Regions from separate parts of the Mus musculus genome. Here region 1 is linked to region 2. Evidence: chromatin contacts called from public Hi-C data. All regions are on one chromosome and are shown on one strand. Each heading gives the region's core, a stretch centred on a gene start, on an enhancer-like site or on the middle of the called end of the contact. The rest is flanking DNA. Distances are from core to core; before and after follow the strand shown.

Region 1 (2,957 bases), core at 376-2,875, 530 kb before region 2:
ACTCTTAATTTAACACCTGAAACAACTAAACTAAAATAAGCACGTTGATAGATGCACTGAGTCCCGGAAGACAAGATTCCAGTGAAGTCTCATGTGCTTCGGGAAATAAAAGGCTGGCAGCCCAGAGAATGGATGCCTGTGGTCAGACTTCCCACGGCTGATGTCACAGAGTCCCCTGTCACCAAGAAATACATTCCTACTTTTTCCCCCTCAAAATAATAAAAATGATGACTACATGTCCTTGTAAAGATGGAGTCACGTGGCAGAATACCTGGTATTCTTACTGTAGGCTTACTGTAGACTGTGCAGGGGAGGAGTGGGGTGGGGGACAGAAAGCACAGACAGGAGACGGGCTGCCTCCAAGATGGTAGAGTTCGTAAGCACCTGGGTAGCTGATGTTGTGGCAGGAGACAGCCAGCTCTCCCTACATAGTGTCTATGAGCTTCTCAGTGTGACGAGACAAGTACCCCAGTATGGTTGCCTACTACTCTGGAAGCCACCTCCAGCTCCTCAAATGGCAGCTTCCTGTCTATGGCCACTCTAAAGCCATTCTGCCTGTAGTGTTAATTCCTGAGTACTGAGGCATTAAACATGGCTACATAACATATATAAACATGGGTGACCTGGGCCAGTGGTGCAAGTCTGTTCTCCCAGCTACTTGGAAGGCCGAGGCAAAAGGATTCCAAGTTTGAGGTTAGACTGGATAGTTTATTGAGTCCTTGTCTCAAATTGGAAGAAAATAAGGCAGGCAAAGGGTGGGTGACAGAGCCCAGTGTCCCTATACAACAAGGTCTAAATCCAGTCCCCAGCCCTGAAGAGCAGGGGAGGGGAGGTGACCCAGTTAAACCATCAATACGTGATCTTTAGGGGTTAACTTCAGAGTTGAACTTAAACTTCAAGTCATTTAAAATTACTTTAGATATGAATCTACTATACTTAAGGTGTTTATGTCCACTGAGTCCAAAAGAGGGGTATGGATCCCCTGGAACTGGAGGTACAGGCAGTTGTGAGCCACATGACAGGGGCTGTGGCTACTGGGAATAGAAACTGGATCTTTGGCAAGTACAGCATCTAAGCCGTCTCTCCAGCTCCAAGATAACATTCTTGCCAGTCTTCACATCTTCCCCAGCACTGCCCAGAGCAGAAGTACATAGGTGACTGTGTGATCACCTCGCAGGAGGCCTGCTGGCTCATCTACACCTGAGCTCAGCTCTACCTGAGCATGGCTGAGTTGCTCCCTTGCAGGATTCTGCTCAGAGTGTGTAAAGCTTTGTTCTACGGTGGGCTGCAGCTGGCGACTCTCCCATCCATGTGTTAAGCTTGTTGATTCTGACTCCACTCACTCAGCACAGTGTCCTTCACACTAATGGTCTTAGATGCTTGTAAAGCATTCTGTAAATGCTTGAATGTAGTAAAAAATGTGTGAAAAGTCTAACGGTGCTCAGGTAAGAATGAACAACGAACTCAAATCTCTCTGTACAGGACAAAAGAGCAAGGTGTGACATGAACACGGTGACCACAGAGAGACTACAGCTGAGAGAGCAACAGTGGCTGTCTCCCTGTCCCAAGGCTTGTTGGTGAGCCACCCACTGTCCTAAAGAAAGAAGAACAGAGAGGCGGAGCCCGACAGAGAGCATGTGTGCTTCCTGCTGCCGTGAAACTCATCTCTTCCTCTTTCCTACACACCAGTGGTTGGGATCCTCTGAAGAAGTTTTTCTTTGAGATCTATTTTTATTTCATGTGTATATGTATCACTTGGTCCTGGCGAACACAGTGATGACGGCGGTGATCGTGGTCCTGACCCTGTATGTGTACAGTGCCATACAGGCCAGAAGAGGGTGCTGGATCCTCTGGAACTGAAGTTACAATGGCTGTGAGCCATCACTGGCTGTTGGAGACTAAACCCAGGTCCTTTGCAAGAGCAGCTACTGCCCTAACCACTCTGAGCCATCTCTCCAGTCCCCACCTGAGGACAGTGTTTATGAGGAAAGGCCTTCAGGAGGACCCAGTAACTCTTGCAGGTGTCCAAGAGGCACTTGGAACTACTTCTGTGCTGTGAGCACTCCCAGGTTCTGAAACCACTGGGGAGGGGAAAAAAGGGGACGTGTGCTTTGAAAATCCACAGCAAGATATTCTTATAGTGCCACAAATGTTTTCCTTACATACAGTTTAATTAAGCTAAAATGCACATTTCCTCAAGTCTCTGAGGCAGATTTACATTTCTGCAGTCTTTACCATATGCTTGGTTCTATGTATATGTGTATGGACAAATGTTTATTTATATTTTACAATGTTTCCTAACAAAGCAGTGTTGGTCCACAGCCCACTGTCACAGCAACCACAGCAGCTTTGCCCAGTTCACGCTTGCTTTTGGAAAGCTTTACTGGGGACAGTATTAAGATCAAATTCAAACACAGAATGAAGTGGTATCTCTAAGGAGCAGCTAGATCCTCCTGACTCACAGATGCCTGTCGGGATCTGAGGCAAGAATAACACGAGCCCTGTGCTCTACCCTCTTCAGTCCCGTCCTGAATTACTGGCTCCTTCAGGAAAGGAGTGCGCAGCAGAGCACACAGCAGGAGTCTAGCATTTTCCACACAGCAAACATGGCTTCTCCTGCCCTTGTTTAGTACTAAAGCCAGGGAGTTGCTGCAAATTTTTAAACACAAAACAATTTATGGTATATAAAGAAATAATATATGTGGCAATATTTTTAAAAAAGAAAAATATTATGTTTCAAGTGTAATAATCAGAAAATGGGCAATACTTTAGTTTGCTTTTCTATTACATTTAAATAAGATTGAAAAAAGAAAACATTTTTGAGGTAGGGTCTTGCTATGTAGCCCAGGCTGGAGCCTTCCTGCTTCTGCGTCTTTCCTCTGGGACTACTGGCTTGTGGCGCTGCATCCAGCTAAAAAGTAGAATTTTGATCAGAATTTTGCACAAGCCTCACTGGA
Region 2 (3,208 bases), core at 634-3,133:
CATAGCTGGAAGAGCACTTGCCACACAGCACGAAGACCTGAGCTTGGATTTGCCCATATGAAAGTAGCCAGCTGTGCCTGTGACTTCATCATGGGGAGGTAGAGACAAGAGATCCCTTGGGGGCTTGCTCATCAAAGAGTCTGGCTGAGTTGGTGCAGTGAGAGACCCTGTCTCATAATAATAAGAAAGGTGGGGAGTGACTGGAGAAGATTCTTGGTGGTGTCCTCTAGCCTCTAAATATCTACATGCACACCCACACACATGAACCTGTATGCACTAACATGCATATCTGCATATCACACACACTCCACACACACATACCCACAGAAAGATTCAAAATGAATTTTTCAAGGTACTACAGAAAATGGTAGGTTCCGGAGAATGTATTAAGGCCAGTATCAATTTAACTCAAAGGCATGTATCTTCAGTGCTACATATCAAATCCAAGACTTGGCAAATGTTAGGTAGGTGCATCATTTCTGGGCCTCAATTGTGTGTATGCGTATATGTTTATATGTATGTCTGTCTGTATGTGTGCATGTGTGTGTGTGTTCATGTGTGTGTTTGTATGTGTGTGTGTGTTTGTATGTGTGTTTGTATGTGCTTGCATGTGCATGTGTGTTTGTATGTGCTTGTATGTGCATGTGTGGTTGTATGTACATGTGTTTATATGTGTGTGTGTTTGTATGTGCATGTGTGTTTGTGTGTGTGTGTGTGTGCTCATGCACAGGCACTTACTTTAGCATGTGTGTGGGTGTCAGAGGACAGTCTGGATAATCCCAGGTGTGGTCCTCATCTTCTTCTCTGTTGTTGCAGGATTCCTCCCACCTCTTCCTTCTGTCTCCCCACAGTAACATTGGGATAACACACAAGCACTTCCACACTTGGCTTTTCATGGATTCTGGGGATTTGAACTTAAGTCCTCATGTTTGCATACCAAGCACCTTATCTTTTGAGCCATCTTCCCAGCCAAGTGACAGCTGCCTGACAGAAAAAACAAACAAACAAACAAACAACAACAACAACAACAAGCCCCCAAAGTTCCCCCCCCAAATCCAAGAGATGTCTGGGAAAGAGTACATGACACCCTGTCCCCTGCAGAAGAGAGTGGGAAAGCTTGGTCTCCTGCCTAAGCTCCTCAGTGCTTTCTGTGGGATCGCAAGAGTCAGGAGCACAGGGCTCCTGGGGGTGGGGAGGCAGTTGACTCTGGCTGCTTGCCTGCTGTGTACCCCACTTTCTCCTCCTGAGTAGGTTTTATGCAGCCTGAGCTCCCCGGGGAGCAAGGCACTTCTCCTTCGCTCCAGTCTTGAAGTTCCAGCTCTCTGTGGGGAATAGCACCATGCAATCAGTGTGCAGACCGAACCCGAGTGTCACCAAGCAAGTATTTCACATTTCATGTTAAATCATATCCTAACACAAGTGTGAAGAAGTGGGATCAAGTGAGAAATATACATTTAAAGGGCTGAGATGGCTTTGAATGAGGGTGAAATCCAGCCATGCTCTCCCGGTCCCTTCTCGGGGCGTCTGGGAACCCCATTCTGTGTGCTGAATGTCCAGAGATGCACGAGGATCGAGAGGTGTTGAGGTGAGATGGGGCGTGCTGTCGGGATGGAAAGTGCTAGACACAGTGGCTATCAGACTCTGTGGTTTAAGGAAAGAGATTTCTCTGATTATACATAAATACCCACAGCTGAAGGAGGGCGGGGCAAGGAGGGAGGGGTGAGAAGGGCGGGGCGAGGAGGGTGGGTAAAGAGGACAGGTGTGTGTGTGTGTGTGTGTGTGTGTGTGTGTGTGTGTGTCAAGGAGAGCAGAGAGCAGGGCAGGGAGAACAGGCATCTCTAGGACAGCCCAGCATACTTGCAGGATGACTCAGTGCTGGGCACGCAAGCCACTTTTCTTAGACACTTCCTTCATGGAATCTCCTGCTTGCCCGCAGCTTATGCAGCCTCATAGAGAGGCATGGAGTTCTGGAAGGTGCTCTCCCTGCTGGCTTGTATTCTGGTTTGCTTCTGATTAGAGTGGTGTGTGTCATGTAACTTGCTGTGCACAGCTCTTGTGGAGAGGCAGGACCCTAGTGTATGCCCGCCACCCCCTTGCTCTGTGAGTTGGAGTTCTCTGCAGGATCAGGAGGCAGGCCCTGGGTGCCAGGAGAGCTAGCTCAGAGTCAGGGTGGGGATACATGACACCTTGCCTGCGAGCCCAGCACCCTGGGGACAGAAGCAGGTGGCAGCTGAGGCCAGCCTTGCAAGAGGATCCACAGGGCCCTAGGGCTGTGCTAAGAGGAGAGAGCTTATTTTTAGTTGTTGGATCTTCCCTATTTATATTTCGTAAGTGTTGGCTTGTTTATCTAAGAGGCTGTAGAGCTTAAAAGCTTATATATATATATATATATATATATATATATATATATAATAAAAATTAAAAAATGTAATTTTGCAGCAAACACTGTAAGAATAACTTTGTGAAAATAAAATGATTTTCTTTCTCTTCTTTTTCTTCCTCCTCCTCTTCCCCCTCTTCCTCTTTCTCTTCTTCCTCCTACTTCTCCTCCTCTCTCTCCTTCTCCTCTTTCTCCTCTTCCTCCTCTTCCTCTTCTTTTTCCTTCTCTTTTTCTTTTTTTAAGAACAGGGTCTCATTTTTTTTTAATGTTCCAGGCTAGCCATGAACTCACTGTGCAGCTGAGGAAGATCTTGCTGTCCTCTTTCCTCCTTGAGGCCTGAGATTACCAGGGCATACCTCCATGCCTGGTTTATAGAGTGCCAGGGATAGAACACAGGGCATTCTACAGGCTAGGCAAGCACTCTATCCACTGAGCTATGCCCAGCCAATCATTTCAATCACTGTTTCTCTTTGGGGCTCTCTGTATGCTGTATGTGCCCAACTACTATACCATCCCAGTGGTACTGTCCTGATGGGTGGACAGTCGCCCGGACAACATCAGGGATGTCCTTTCTCGTCACTCATTCTGAGTCTTCATGGATGGGAGGGAACAGAAATTGCTGTATACTATAGGGGCCAATCAGGCAGCTACAAACACTTGGCACCTTCACAGGAATTTCACAGCATTCTGGAGTCTGGCAGGCTGAGGTCAAAGTGTTGGCAGGGTTGCTTTTAGTCCTTTGCTTGTAGATAGACTGTGTCCTCACGTGGCCTCTTTTCTGTGTGTCTGTGTTACAACCTTTTCTTATAACAGCTTTGGCCACATGTA

What was found. Hi-C and Micro-C count contacts between places; a contact is called where the count stands out from the background.
Region 1: a Hi-C map of pro-B cells shows a contact between it and region 2, with 4 times the contacts expected there. The contact joins two enhancer-like sites. A contact is called at or near these places in 2 of 15 datasets of contacts at CTCF or cohesin (embryonic stem cells and stem cell-derived epiblast-like cells), 11 of 484 Hi-C or Micro-C datasets (B cells, the G1E-ER4 cell line, cardiomyocytes and 7 more), 3 of 115 datasets of contacts at active chromatin or transcription factors (double positive thymocytes, large pre-B cells and pancreatic cancer cells) and 1 of 9 other capture datasets (embryonic stem cells).

Annotation. Positions count from the first base shown.
Region 1 is chr17:5,315,474-5,318,430 of GRCm38.p6, reverse strand. All of the region lies in intron 11 of Arid1b (AT rich interactive domain 1B (SWI-like)), which reads right to left. Among named protein-coding and RNA genes, the nearest start is that of Gm34854, 93 kb to the right of the region's middle. Within about 2 kb of position 1,625, at least 57 of the 459 cell types and tissues checked have an H3K27ac peak or open chromatin away from gene starts, as enhancers often do. A contact at or near this core is called in pro-B cells, where this site is marked.
Region 2 is chr17:4,784,341-4,787,548 of GRCm38.p6, reverse strand. No RefSeq gene overlaps it. Among named protein-coding and RNA genes, the nearest start is that of Gm34371, 8.8 kb to the left of the region's middle. Within about 2 kb of position 1,883, at least 76 of the 459 cell types and tissues checked have an H3K27ac peak or open chromatin away from gene starts, as enhancers often do. A contact at or near this core is called in pro-B cells, where this site is marked.